Linked DNA regions of Mus musculus: region 2 is linked to region 1. Evidence: chromatin contacts called from public promoter capture Hi-C data. All regions are on one chromosome and are shown on one strand. Each heading gives the region's core, a stretch centred on a gene start, on an enhancer-like site or on the middle of the called end of the contact. The rest is flanking DNA. Distances are from core to core; before and after follow the strand shown. Region 1 holds the start of Spata21 (spermatogenesis associated 21). Region 2 overlaps Hspb7 (heat shock protein family, member 7 (cardiovascular)).

The links. Promoter capture Hi-C pulls out the DNA fragments that hold promoters and counts their contacts.
Region 2: a contact with region 1 is called in a promoter capture Hi-C map of hippocampal neurons, with 2.7 times the contacts expected there. The contact joins the enhancer-like site here to the promoter of Spata21 in region 1. A contact is called at or near these places in 5 of 39 promoter capture datasets (hippocampal neurons, liver, pre-B cells and 1 more).

The regions. Positions count from the first base shown.
Region 1 is chr4:141,083,787-141,090,766 of GRCm38.p6, reverse strand. Spata21 (spermatogenesis associated 21) reads right to left here and starts at 2,422. Exons shown (of 15, transcript NM_177867.3): 1 at 2,237-2,422; 2 at 1,687-1,819; 3 at 179-345. The coding sequence starts at 304. It also overlaps the pseudogene Gm13047.
Region 2 is chr4:141,422,130-141,429,109 of GRCm38.p6, reverse strand. It overlaps Hspb7 (heat shock protein family, member 7 (cardiovascular)), which reads right to left. Exons shown (of 3, transcript NM_013868.4): 2 at 6,476-6,609; 3 at 3,800-5,231. The coding sequence ends at 5,052. Among named protein-coding and RNA genes, the nearest start is that of Hspb7, 4.8 kb to the right of the region's middle. Within about 2 kb of position 3,384, at least 237 of the 459 cell types and tissues checked have an H3K27ac peak or open chromatin away from gene starts, as enhancers often do. A contact at or near this core is called in hippocampal neurons, where this site is marked.

The DNA.
Region 1 (6,980 bases), core at 1,173-3,672:
GGCAGAGGCAGGTGGATCTCTGTGGGTTGGAGGGCAGTCTGATCTATAGAATGAGTTCCAAGACAGCCAGGACTACACAGAGAAACCCTGTCTGGATAAGCAAACAAGACAGAAAGGTAGGAAGTGAGCGACCTGTGCTGGGAATGGAGCTCGGAACCGGAAGTGGAGGTCTGCCCACCTGACCAGCTGAGACAGTGGGTTCCGAATCTGTCTTCTTTTTGGTGGAACTCAGGCCAGAACTTGATTGGACTGCTGGAGCGTCCGCCTTGCTCTCTGGGTGTGTGTGGGTGTTTCTGTTTTCCATTGTTCTGGAGCCAGCAGGATTCCCAAAGCGAGGGGCATAAGCTAGGGTTACCAAGGAGACATCCAGTCAAGCACCCACCAGGCCTGAGACCCCATTGCTACACCTGCAGTGCACCTGAACCCTGCCATGATCAGGCTCCAGGGAGGAGTCGAGCCAGGCTGGCGCTTAACCAGGAGCCAGCCCTATGCAGCACAATGAGCCTGAGAAAGAGGCTCAGGAAACCTGCCCAAGGTCCAGAGTAGGCTCTAACCCACAGCTGGTGCAAAACTGCAGATCTCTACCGCTACCTACAACACAATCCTGCTCTGTCCTCAAGTCCTTCCAGAGGATGCAGAGAAAATGCGATGCTAGCCTCATCAAGGTGGAACTTGCAGTGCCTTGAATGACATCTTAGAGCTTTTAAAACACTAGCATAGACTTAAAAGAGAGCCTATTGGGGGCTGGGGTGCAGCTAAATTGGTAGTGAGCTTGCCTAGCATACACAAGCACCATGTAAGACCAGAGGTGGTGGCCCAGGCCTAGGATCTCAGGAGTTGGAGGCAGGAGTATCTAGAGTCCCAAGTCATTCTTGGCTACATTGTGATTTTGAGGCCAGCCTGGGCTACACAGACAAACACAGACAGACACAGAAACACACACACACACACACACACACACACACACACACAGACAGAGACAGAGACAGAGACAGAGACAGAGAGAGAGCATCAGCCAGCCCATGGTATAAATGCTGCTTCAATGCATGGTTTTTCAAGATAGGGTTTCTCTGTGTAGCCCTGGTTATCCCTGGGCTAGCCTTAGCCTCAGGGATCTGCCTGTCTCGGCTATGCCAGCACTGACATTTCAAGGGTGTAGGACATATGGCTGCCTTTTGCCTGCCTTCATTTGTTGTTTAAGGTTTATTCATTTTTAATGTGTGTGTGTGTGTGTGTGTGTGTGTGTAAGTGTTTGTTCACCATGTGAATGCAGACAGGCTCCCAGGGAGGGCAAAGGGGTTTCAGATCCCTTAGAACTGGAATTACAGGTGTTTGTGGCCACTATGTAGGTGCTGGGTACCCAGATCCTCTATAAGAAGAGACAGAACTCTAACCACTGAGCCATCTCCTGCCTTCCCATACACACACACACACACACACACACACACACACACACACCCGCTTTAGCAGACACACAGAGCGCATGCTCTGATCATCAAACTCAGGTCCCCATGCTTCCAAAGCAAGCTGTTTGTTTAACTGAATGAGCCGTTTACGCAGCCCGGAGCTCCTTTAGGGCGACCTCAGCACTGTTTCGACCGTGCTGTCTTAGCTGTGTTTCACATTTCCTAGGTCTCCAAGGTCAACACCCCCCACTCCCGAAGCCCTCCGGGGAGAGCCCATGACCTGCAGGATCTCGGGGCCTTGTCCTTTCTAAGCCACAGCAGGCCAGCTACTGCCCATGGAACGGCCTCCTCTCTGCTGGATGTTCTTGAGCTGTCTTCTCTTCACAGCCCTGTGAGGTATGGCTCAGCTCTTCCTGTTGGATAGAAAAAGGAAACAGCAGCTCAGAGTCGCCCACCTTCTTGCCCAACACCACGTGGCTCATTTCCAAGGAAAAGGATTCCCACCCATATCTGCTCGACTCTCCAGATGGCGCTGCTCACAGGGCTGTCCTGCCTCCCCTCTCATGAATGCCTGGGCCGCTCATTCACTGTTTAAGGGTGACCCCATGTACCACTCAGGTGCCAGGCCTTGGGGACACCACAAGTGCCCTGCTCACCCAAGGGATACAGAGGATATGCCCCCTGACAATTTGTGCTGACCCAGCTTTCTCCTCTTGCCCCTCCAAACCCCTTCTGCTGTCTCACCTACCTCCCTACAGTAAGCCAAACCCAGCCCCCCCCCATCCTACCCGGTGGGGTGGGAAGTGTCTGACACCAGACCCCCATCCCACCTGTGGGAAGTAGCAGCTCCTGGCCTGCTTCGGCTCTCAAAAGGCACCAGCAGTTGTGGCCGTGGCTAAGTTTCTCTTTCTTCCCCTGTGGTCTGTAACTTCCCCCCACCTTTTTCCCATTAAGGCTCCCCTAACCATCCCTCCTCTCTGGAGCCGTCCTGCTCCAGAGGGGGCTTTGTCCCTTCTGGAAAAATCTCCTCAGACCCTTAGCACCCTTCCTTTGTTCACCGTCTCCATCCCAACCCCGGAATCCTCAGGTCTCTGTGTTCCACAAACCACAGATTTAAGGGAACAGAAGCCCCAAGGAAGAGCAGACCCCATCTGTAGCTAGCTGACAGATTAGACAAGGAGGGGGAACCCCTGGCCAAAGACACAGACTCAAGGGACAGAACTGGGACAGGAGTGGCAAAGACAGACTTCATCCTTCTTCCAGAGCGCCTGATCTCTACCCGACCCACCCCTGCCCCTTTCTTTTGGTTTCTCGAGACAGGGTTTCTCTGTGTAGACCTGGCTGTCCTGAAAACTCACTCTGTAGATCAGGCTGGCCTCGAACTCACAGAGATCTGCCTGTTTCTGCCTCTGAGTGCTGGGGTTAAAGGAGTGTGCCACCACTGCCTGGCCTGATTCCACTTTTTTGTTAGCAGCTTAGTTGAACTGTGCCTCATGTACCATACAGTCTGATTATGAAAGTCTACCTATGGGACTGGCAAGATGGCTCAGTGTTCTGTAAAATATACACACACACACACTAAATAACATATAATAAACTAAAAGAAGGAAAGAAAGAAAGAAAGAAAGAAAGAAAGAAAGAAAGAAAGAAAGAAAGAAAGAAAGAAAAGAAAGAAAAGAAAGAAAGGAAGGAAGAAAGAAAGGGATAAAAGGAAAGAGAAGAAAGTTCACTGTCATTCAGCGACTGTTAGTACAGTCACAGGGTTGGGTCCCCTTGTTAAAACATGATGACACTTATGTCAGCCCATAAGGAATCTCACACCCCTTGGCTGTCACCTCCAGCCTTCTATTGGACTTCATTCCTTGGCAACCATCTTTCTGGTGCTGTGGACTTGCTGTTCTGGGCCTTTAACAGAAACTTGCTCAAAGAGCTCAGCACTGTTCTCAGCCTTCATCTTTGTGATGGCAAGCTTCCAACTGCCCCTCCTTTAAGAAAATAGAAAACATTGATTTTGAGGTTATTGTTGGGGTCCAGGAATCGCCCCACAAACCATACGAACACTGATCTCAGTTAAGCAACAATGATTTATTGAACACACACCCCGAGACTGACTGATCAGGACCACAAAAAAAAAAAAAAAAAGGACTTGGGAGCCTAATTGTGGTATTGGTCTGTTCTTAGAGCAGGATTTTTATAGGAAAAAAAACAAGTCCAGAAGTCCAGAAGGGTGGAGGCAGTACTCGCTAGCTAACGTATCATCAACTGACTCTCAAGCTGATTGGTCCTGAGTGAGGTAAGAGGGCTGGTGGGCGGGTGGTGGACAGCAGACTTCCAGAGCACTGAGATAACGGCACCTAGGTGGTACAGCTATAGCGTTGTTATCGTGTAGGAGAATGCTTCAGTGTCAGCTATGGAGGATTACTTCTGGGAAGCGGAGTCTGAGGACCTGAACTTAATTTCACGTACTTTTATGAGCAAAGTGAAGACCGAATACAAAATGGCTAGTTATGTTAAAAGGGGCAGGCCTCAACGGGTGTGTGTGTGTGTGTGTGTGTGTGTGTGTGTGTGTGTGTGTGTGTGTGTGTCTGTCCTGGATCCTCTGCAATAGCAGCCAGGTTCTAAACTGCAGAGCCATCTCCCCAGCCCTGTCTCCACTCTCTTTTTCTGTCCTAACTTGGGCTCTTCATTAGCCAAGATGCAAACTCACTGTTGTATGGTTACAAAGCCTCTCTGTTCATTTATACTGGTTTTATTCTTATTCCATAGTGAGTGTTTTTTGTTTGTTTTTGTTTTTGTTTTTGTTTTGTTTTGAGACAGGGTTTCTCTGTGTAGCTCTGGCTGTCCTGGAACTCTCTTTGTAGATGAGACTGGTCTCGAACTTACAGAGATCCGCCTGCTTCTGCCTCCTGAGTGCTGGGATTAAAGCATGAGCCACCACACCCACTTTATACAGTGTGTGCCCTCTTGCTTTATGCATTCTAGCTACAAGTCTCTCGTGCTCTGTATGGATTGCATTGAGTTTCTCCTGTTACTTGGACTGGATTTTCGGAGGTCTATTATTTGAAAAGCGACCCTAATTAATGTTGCTTAATTGCTTTTTCTTTCTCTCTGACAGTGTCTGATACATCCCAGGCTAGCCCTAAACTCACTAAGTAGTCCAGGATGACTCTGAACCCTTGATACCCCTGTTTCCACAACTCAAGGGCTGGATTCTGTGGGCACCCAGTGCCCTGCTCTTTCTCTCTCTCATTGCTTGTGTTTTTAGAGTCCTATCTAAGAGCATATCTGAGTCTGTTTATTGTAATGTAAATCCCCAAATGAGAAGATTTATGTCTAGTTTTTCCTTCTATGAGCCATGTGGTTTACTCTATCTTTAGCCCTTTGCCCCTGTTGAGTTTGTGGTGTGAGACAGAAATCCAAAGTCCTTTTTTTTTTTTTAAGATGGCTCAGCTGTTAAGGGCACTGACTACTCTTCCAGAGGTCCTGAGTTTAATTCCCGGCAACCACATGGTGGCTCACAACCATCTGTAATGGATCCAATGCCCTCTTCTGGTGTGTCTGAAAACAGCTACAGTGTACTCATATAAATAAATCTTTTTTTTTTTAAAGAGAGAAAGAAAGAAAATCTGGTGGTTCATTTTCTTTTTTAACAGACTTAATTCATTTTCTTGTATAAAATCCCTTATGTGGTAGCCACAGCTGGACCTGGGTCCTCTGAACAGAGACTCTGGTGTGGGTTTTCACAAGATGATAAGGAGACTTGGTGAACACAGTCTTTTCCCAGAGGTCGGGGGGGTCAGGCAGCTGTAGGTCTGGGAGATGACACCAAAGGTGGCCTTGGCAAAGTTGCCTAGGGTGGCAGTGCAGCCTCTGGCTGAAGTGTAGCACTTATCTATACTGGCCATCATCAGGAGCTTCTTGGGCACAGGAGCAGAGACAATGCCAGTATCTCTAGGGGGACAGGGATGAGAAGCACCAGTACAGAGCCACAGCGGCCTGTCTGTCACCTTGCATGGAACAGTGTGGGGCTTGCCAATCTTGTTCCCCCAGGAGCCTCTCTGCACAGGGACCATGGAAAGTTTGGCCAAGATGATGCCCCCTCAGATGGCAGTGGCAACTTTCTTGGAGCACTTAACACCAAGATCAAGGTGACCATTGTAGTCCCCAATAGCGACGAAAGCCTTGAACCTGGTCCGCTGGCCAGCTCGAGTCTGCTTCTGCACTGGCATGATTTTCAGAACCTCATCCTTTAGGGATGTACCCAGGAAGAAGTCAATGATCTCAGAGTCCTTAACGGGCAGGGAGAACAGGTAGATCTCCTCCAAGGACTTGATCTTCATGTCCCTAACCGGGAGGCCCACCTTGGTGATGGGAATCCACTCCCTGTCTTCAGCTTTACCTCCATGAGCCCTGATGGCCCCTAAGACCGCTGCTAAATTCTCCTAATCCTGCCGCCCACCTCCTCCCGCCTCCCGCTGCACTGGCGTCATCTGACATATGGTGTTTTCCCGAAGAAGAAGGTGGTGGTTCATTTTCAAGGATGCCTTGAGCCAGCTTAGATCTAGCTACAAATGAACAGAAATGACCCCATAAACAGTACCTGGGCGTGGTGGCACACACCTTTGATCCCAGCACTCAGGAGGCAGAGGCAGGTGGCTCTCTGTGAGTTCCAGGCCAACCTGAGTTTTAGGATATATAGTTCTGAGCTGCCCAGTGGGTGCTGGGAATTGAACCCAGATCCTCTGGAACAGCTAGTTCTCTTAACCACTGAGCCATCTCTCCAGCCCCTAAACCTTCCCTTCACAGTCTCTCCTAGTGTCTCAGCATTGCTCTTTGCCTGTGCTGAAGTTCTTGACTTGAAGTCAGCAAGAAACAAAAATCACATCCAGAGAGGGGAGGACTTCTTTCTTTCCCTCCCTATATCCCCCTAGTTTTCATGTCTTCTCTGCCTCAGCATTTACATAAAGTGAGATAATACTCAGCTGTTGAAAGGAATTAAATTGGGCTGGAGAAATGGCTCAGTGTGTAAGAGCACTGACTGCTCTTCCGAAGGTCCTGAGTTCAAATCCCAACAACCACATGGTGGCTCACAACCACCCGTAATGAGATCTGAAGTCCTTTCTGGTGCTTCTGAAGACAGCTACAGTGTACTTATTTAAATAAATCTTTGGGCCTGAGCAGGCAAGGTCAACCGAAGCGAGCAGCCGTCCCAAATTCAATAGGAAGGCTCACAACCATCTATACAGCTATTATATACAATAAATAAATAAATAAATAAATAAATAAATAAATAAATAAATAAAGCTTTAAAAAAAGAGGAAGGAATGAAATTAAGCCACATGCTACAATATGGATGAGTCTTGAGAGCATCACAGGAAGTGACGTTTGCAGTCAAGGGTTGTATGATGATGGTTTACCTGGGCTGCCTAGAGCAGGCAAGCGCACAGGCACAGAAAGCAGGGTGGAGCTTATCCACAGCTGAGGAGGCAGCAGGGAGCCAACGGTTACTTTGTATGAGGTTGTTGTGGTAGAACTTGTGGTGTGACTACACAGCAGCGTCATGGACACAGTTTG
Region 2 (6,980 bases), core at 2,135-4,634, 340 kb before region 1:
ACTTTCTAGACCAGGCTGGCCTCAAACTCAGAAATCTGCCTGCCTCTGCCTCCCAAGTGCTGGGATTAAAGGTGTGTGCCACCACGCCCGGCCATTTTAGTGGTTCTTAATTCAAGATATCGAATGGCCCTGATAGGGTCTTTAAGGGACTCACAGAATTTCCCTCTGAAACTTTACAAGTTAGGTGTCCATCATTTGTAATCTATCTCCGCATTACTCGAGCATCTTCAAGGCTCCCACAGAATAGCCCTCTGAGGGTCCAGCATTTCATGGCTCTTACAGCCTAAACTTCAGGTGCCTCCACAATCCTCCCAAAACCACGGAATCAGATTTACCACACCGGACACAGTACCAAGTTTTTCTTAGTTGGGGTTTATATTGTTATAAAACACCATAACGGCTGGGCAGTGGTGGCACACACCTTTATTCCCAACACTCGGAAGGCAGAGGCAGGAGGATCCCTGTGAGATTGGGGAAAGCCTGGTGTACAAAGTGGGTTCCAGGAGAGCCAGAGCTGGACAGAGAAACCCTGTCTGGAAAAACAAACAAACAAAACAACAAACACCATAACCAAAACTACCTTGGAAAGGAAAACTTTATTTCATCTTACACCTGGGGAACTCAAGGCAGGAGGCCTCAGAAGGGCACTGCTTCTGGCTTGCTCCCCATGGCTGGCTCAGCCTGATTTCTTCTAAAGGATGCCCCTGCCCAGTTAGCTGGGCCCTCCCATATGATTAATCAACTGAGAAAATGCACCGCAGACTTGTGTACAGACCAATATGATGGGGCGTTTTCTCAATTGTAATTCCAAAATGAGGCTGGTCGCTTGTGTCACGCTGGCACAATCCTAGCCAGCACACGTAGGAAATCGGTCTCACGTTAAGCCACACTGAAGAGATAGGCAGAATAATTATCCCTCTAGTCTTCAGTGAGATGTCCTTAGCATCTCTGACTCCAGTGCAGCGCCGGTGATCCGCCGTGCGCTTTGGCTGAGTTCTGACTCAGAAAGGCCCAGCTTTCTGTGTTTTTCGTCTCTTTCTTTCAGATGCTGCCTACAGCGTGAGTGCACCATCTCCTGGTACCTCTCTCCTTACTCTTTCCTCTAAAGCATCCTTTCCCCATGCTCAGGTGTTTGACCTCCAGGACGGCTTAACTCACACAACACATTTTTTTTTCCCCTTGCCCTTCATTTTCCTCCTCCTAAGATCGATAGCTACCTGCCCTGGGGTTTTTCTTTGGAAACTCTAATAAAAGACTCCTCTGTGCACAAGCTCTGTCTTTGCTTGACTTGCAAACTTTTTTGGAAACGGACCTGTTCTTGTACATTCTACATAGTTTTAAGCTCGCAGACAGCGCCAGGTAAGGGCCTGTTGTAAGTTCAAGATTGATGGGGTCTAAGGCTTCTAGGGGCTTCCTGTCTCCACTCCAGGGCTCAGAATGCATCTTCTCAGAGGAGGTCCAGGAAGTGCAACACAGCGGTTAAGCTCTACCCTCAATTGCTTTCCCCTGGAGGGATGGATCAGTCCAAGAACAAGTCCTGATGGGCTAGGGACAGTGTGTTTATTTACAAGTGGCTGCAGCCATTACAGAGTACGGAGAGCTTAAGCTACTTGCTCAATGACACACTGTTTAGAGGCATCAAGCCAAGATTTTGACCCTAGGTGACCAGCCTTCAGGACTGAGGAGGGACCCCCCCCCCTCCTCTTTACTGAGGCTCCTTTGATTTTTTTCTGTGCCAGATTTGGGAGCAAGAGCAATTGACTGGGAAGCAAGCAGAGAGCACACAAGAAGAGGTGCTGGTCTGGGAGAGGAGAATGAGACTAGGGGTTGGAGTTTGGGGATCTTTAGTCCACACTTATGATTCAACTATGGGAACGCTGTTACTGTGTGACTCAGGGTGAGACAACATCCCTCTCTGAGCCTGGGCCTCATTATCATAGAGTTTGGACTAGATCCCCGAGACATAGGCTGGCCAAGCAAATGGACGGGTCAGCGTCTCTGCACCAGGCATGCGCTATTTGCTGAAATTCTGTTGAAGACAATCTGGAAGGAGTGCAGGCCTGAAACTCTACTTCTGTTTGTTTGTTTTAGAGAGGCTCTAATATAACCCGAGCGAGCCTCAAACTGTGTAGCCAAAGATAACTCTGAACTCCTGATCCTCCTGTATTGGGTCCCAGAGTGCTGGGATTTCAGACATGCACCCCCACACCCGGAGCTTGCAAGACAGGCACTCTACCAAGCTACACCCAGCCAGGACTCTGCCTTTGAGACTAAACTCTTGGATCTGTATAGCTTGTAGGAGGAAGTCTTTGGCCTTTGGAAGCCCAAAGCTTTGCTAATCTCTTATTCCCTGGTGCTTGGGGCAGCCCCTGGCTTGGCTCGTAGGCCTCTGAGGGTTCCGTCTGTCTTTTCAGCTTCTCTTGGTCTTTCCCCAAAGTTACAAGACATAGGAATCCCCCCTTCCCTCTATATTCTGAAGAAGTAAAGGCTTCCGTGTCTGGGAGCGAATGGAGCATGTCAGCTCAGATCAACAGTTTTCCTGAGCCACAGGCAAGAATTTAAGTCCCAGCGATGGCACTTCCAAGCTGGACGACTTTAGATCATTTACTTGACCCCTCTGAACTTCCATGTCTATCCTTGTGAACCGATAACACAATCTTTCTCTCAGGATTGCCAGGGTGTCTGGCTCACACTGGGCACTCAAGGAATGGGGCTCTCAGAATTAAGCTTCGCCAGTGGGGGCGGGACCTGCAGCCAGATCTATATTTAGTCTACAAAGGGTGGGCCAACCCTGGTGCCCCAGCAGGCGGAGCTGAGGAGAGACTCGTGGATGACCGCCCCCACCCCACCCCCACCCTCATCCCGTATCCCCACCCTCCCGGTCAGCAGGGTCACCTTGGCTGGAGCGACAGCCCAGGGCTCCCTTAGACCAGAAGAACCTGGTTTCCAGCGGCAGGAACCTGTGCAGTGGCTGCGACGTGTGGAACAGCCTACTAAGACCTGGGATGGGTGGCACAACCCCACCCCATCCACCTCTGGGGCAGTACCCCTTCCAGCGCTGGCTCTCCGGCTGACGTGGTCTTCTCGCCAAGGTGAACCTGACCTCGGGTGGGGGGTCGAGTGGAGAAGGTTGTCAGCCCCGCCCCCCACCCCAGCCCCGCGCTGATGAGTGTTGGGGCTGCAAATAGCCCAGCGGAATCCGTGACTCACGAGGCTGGAAATACTGCGCCCCCACCTTCCCTCCCTGTTCCGACCGCAGCCGCCAACGTAGCTGCTCTGGGGAGCAGCCTGACACTCTGATTTCAGTAGCTCCTGGGGCTGGGGGGTGGGTAAGGAGCGAGGGGACCCCCCTCCACCCAGAACACGCCAAGCCTACATCTATCCAGCACCCCACCCTGCAGCGGCCCTACCCCCTGATTCCAATTGGTTGTATCTTCGGAGCTGTGTGAGCTTGGGCCAATCACTTAGCTTCTCTGGGCCTCCGAGGCTTCATCCAGGAGAAAGGCTACGTTTGTAGCCCTTGGCTTGTGACAGTGCAGAACACAGTGCTGGCTGAGTCCAGCTCAGACATTCCTCTTGAACTAAAGAATGAATTCAAAGCGAAGGGCAGGCAGCCTGGAGACAGGTGCTGTAAGCGTTTTTGAAGAAAATCGCGGGGATTTCTGCAAGCGGGTTTGAGAATAGGATACCTCTCCCACACATGGAAACTTTAAGCTTCCTTCCCCAGCCGAGAAGTCCTCCCCATCCACTCCGTCCCTCCTCCTAGGTCGAACTTCAGGTGGGGTCTCCACAAGTCTGTCATATTGTCCTTTTATTGTGTACAGGTTATAGACTAGACTCCCACGACCCCACCCCACCCCCTCCTCCACAGGGTCCTAAGACTGTAGAGGCCCCTGGGACCCCGATTAGCAGTGAGCTTCCCCCTTTACACCCGATTCTACACGCAGAGACTGAGTCAGAGCCCAGGTCCCCCAGGGTTAAGGCTGACAAGGGTTTTTGCCCTGAATTTGGGGGCCAGAAGAGATCTGGTTTGGGGTTCTTCTTGTGGCCACCATCTGCAGTTAGGGCGAAGCAGGGCATGTGGCTCAGGAGAGGTGGAATGGGGGGGAAGTGTCCCCAGTACACAGAGGGGAGAGTCTGAGAGCCGCTGAGGCAGCGCTGGCTTCAGAGACAAACCTGGGCATCCAACTGGCTCAGAGACGCCAGTCTCCATTGATGAAAACAGAGATGCTAACTGTGACTCTTAGAATGCTTTGAATTGGGCTCCAACCAGTGGGAATGAGTATTTAAGGCATAGGACAATGGCGCGCGCGCGCGCGCGCGTGTGTGTGTGTGTGTGTGTGTGTGTGTGTGTGTGTGTGTGTGTGTGTGTGTGTGTGTGTGTGTGTGTGTACAAGTCCTGGCTCTTCCTCTCACTTCCAAAGAGGACCCTCTCTGCAGGGGAAGCCACCCAGGAGCCCTGGGCTCTGGCCTCATGCACCAGCAGCTGGAGATAGGAGCCTCATGTCATTTTAATAAACCCCATCTAGGTACAGGTGTCTTTGTCTGGTACATGTAGCTGTTAGAGCCTCAGGGTGACAGGTAGCCCTGGGTTTGAGGTTTCGAGAGTTACAAGGAAGGTAACAGTCATGGCTATCTCTCTGGCTTCCCTGAGGCAGTCTACCTAGGCCAGAAGCCCTGCTTGTGGCCAGCCTCTCATTTGCCAGGAAGGGGCTTCTGGTCCCCTGCCCTGCAGAAATGCCATTGAAGCCGCCACTCTGTGTTAGACTCTGCCCTCGTCTTGCTCTCCAGGTTGGTACCTCAGCCCCTCTATTGTGAACTTAGATAGGGAGGGTCTATCTGGGTGAGAGCAGACAGGTCCCTGGACTGCGTTGGATGGAGAGGGATGCCCTAGTTTGGGGCAGGGGTGACCCACCTGGGGCCTGAGAGTGTGTGGAGTGACTGGGGCCTAGGCTGAGATGTTCTGAGGGGTCATTGTCAGGGATCATGGTGACCTCACCGGCAGGCCAGTGGGGGAGGAGATAAGGGGGAGGCCAGGGGTGGAGAGACCCTCAGATTTTTATCTCAGTCCGGAAGGTCTGCTGGACATGTTCTGTGTGGGGGTGGCGCCGCGCCCGGATGGTGAGGCTACCATCCTCTCGAAGGGCCGAGGTCACCGATGTTGGGTCCACATCCTCTGGTAGTTGGCACTTGTGAGCAAAGGTGTTCATGACTGTGCCATCAGCTGCCAGCTGGGGGACAGATGACAGGTCAGGAATGGCTGCCCTAGCCTTAGCCTCACCCCAAAATCAAGCCAGAGTCTCGTCTTTGCTCTCTGTCTTCAGTTACCCCACTGTGTGATGAGGGGTTCAGCTATCAGGGTACAAAAGATCTGGCCAGGGGTGTTGGGGTGCCCAGGATCCCAGGGCTGTGCAGAGGGACTCAGAGGCCTTCTAGGGGTCCCCAGGGAAGCTGGGTATAGGATGGGGCTGGGTGGGGCTCAATAAGGGTTGAGCTTCCACAGCAGTGACTGGAAGTCTGAGATTCTTGAGCCATAGTGGGGAGATGACACAGCTGTGCCCTCTGGCTCCCCAGGCACCCTGAGTGTCCACATCAGGGCCCCTGCCCTCCCCCACGAGCAGCCCAGCACATAGTGTTCAGTGGAGCTGGCTGGCTGAGTCACTCTTGGGATGTGGGGCTGGCACGTGCGGCCAGTGGCGCAGTCCTCGAACCCCTGGCAGGGTTTCCCAGTGTCCAGCCTGAGTTAGGAGAGCTAGCCAGGCTTGGGGGTGGCAGGAAGGTGTTGATAAATATCCTCTAAGAATATTTAAGAATATCCTTAAGCACAGGCTTAAGAGCTGGGATAGCTGCTGGCCGTGCTCCTCTGATGATCTAGGTACCCTGAGACTCCGGGTAAGGTACATGAGGTGGAGGGTGGTTGTGACTCAGCTTCAGGGCTTTCTGCTCAGCCTCAGTCCCAGTATGGAGGTGCCACGACAGGACCCAGACTTTTGGCTCTGGGATGAAGGCGAGGTAGAGATGTGGTAGGAATGGACCGTGTTGCCCAGGTTGGGTGTGTCATTGCCACCTCCTCTACCCTGTGCCAGGGAGCTGTCCCTCCTGCACCGTGGTCACTTTCCACCATGGTGACTGTCCTCATCTCCTCACCCCCCTTACATCTCCATCACTCAGGTTCCTCTCTGACCTCATCCCAGGATCCCTTGCCCATCCCTAGAGGGTCCTCAGGTGCCATGGCATGGTCCCCAAAGACAGGTTCTGTGACCCTTAGGTTGGAGAGGGACTGTAAAGGTCCCTGGCCCGTGAGCCCACTGGGAAAGGGCTGTAGTTTACCCTGGGTACAGACAGGGAAGGAACATAAATCAGGGTACGAAGCCTACAAAGATAGGGGGAAAGTAGGGCCCAGAGACCAGGCTAGACCAGGCAGAGTGCAGGAGCAAAGGTGGGGACCCTGGGGCGGGCCAGGGGCCAGACTCACCTTCTCAGCCCGCACCTCGATGTGGTTGTTGAAGGTGGTGACAATGATGTCTTCAGGGGAGAAGTCTCTCATGTCCACTGTAAACTCGTAGGCATCCCCGAGGGTCTTGATGTTTCCTTGGCCCCCGGGACGGGCTGTGGGCAAGGCTGCTATATAAGCTGGGCACCAGGCAAGCCGGAGCCTCAGACCCTCAGGGTCTCTGCTCTTCTCTTGGGGAAATGAGTGACTCTCCCAGACAACAGCCCCTCGCCTCACTTTTGCAGCCTACCTTGTCCCCGAGGGATGGAGTGAGGTGAGCCTCACGCACCTCAATCTGTGTCTACGCAGACAAGTTCCCCCTTTAGCAATTTGACCTGGAAGCTCTGAAGGGCCAGCCGCCCCTCAGTCCCAGCGCCAGCCCTCCAGGGCTCCCGCTATGACACTGGCCATATGAGACTATTTGATTCACATCTCACCCCTAGGGTCCCAGGTAGCCCACCTATATCGTAGCCACATCTGTCTTGGT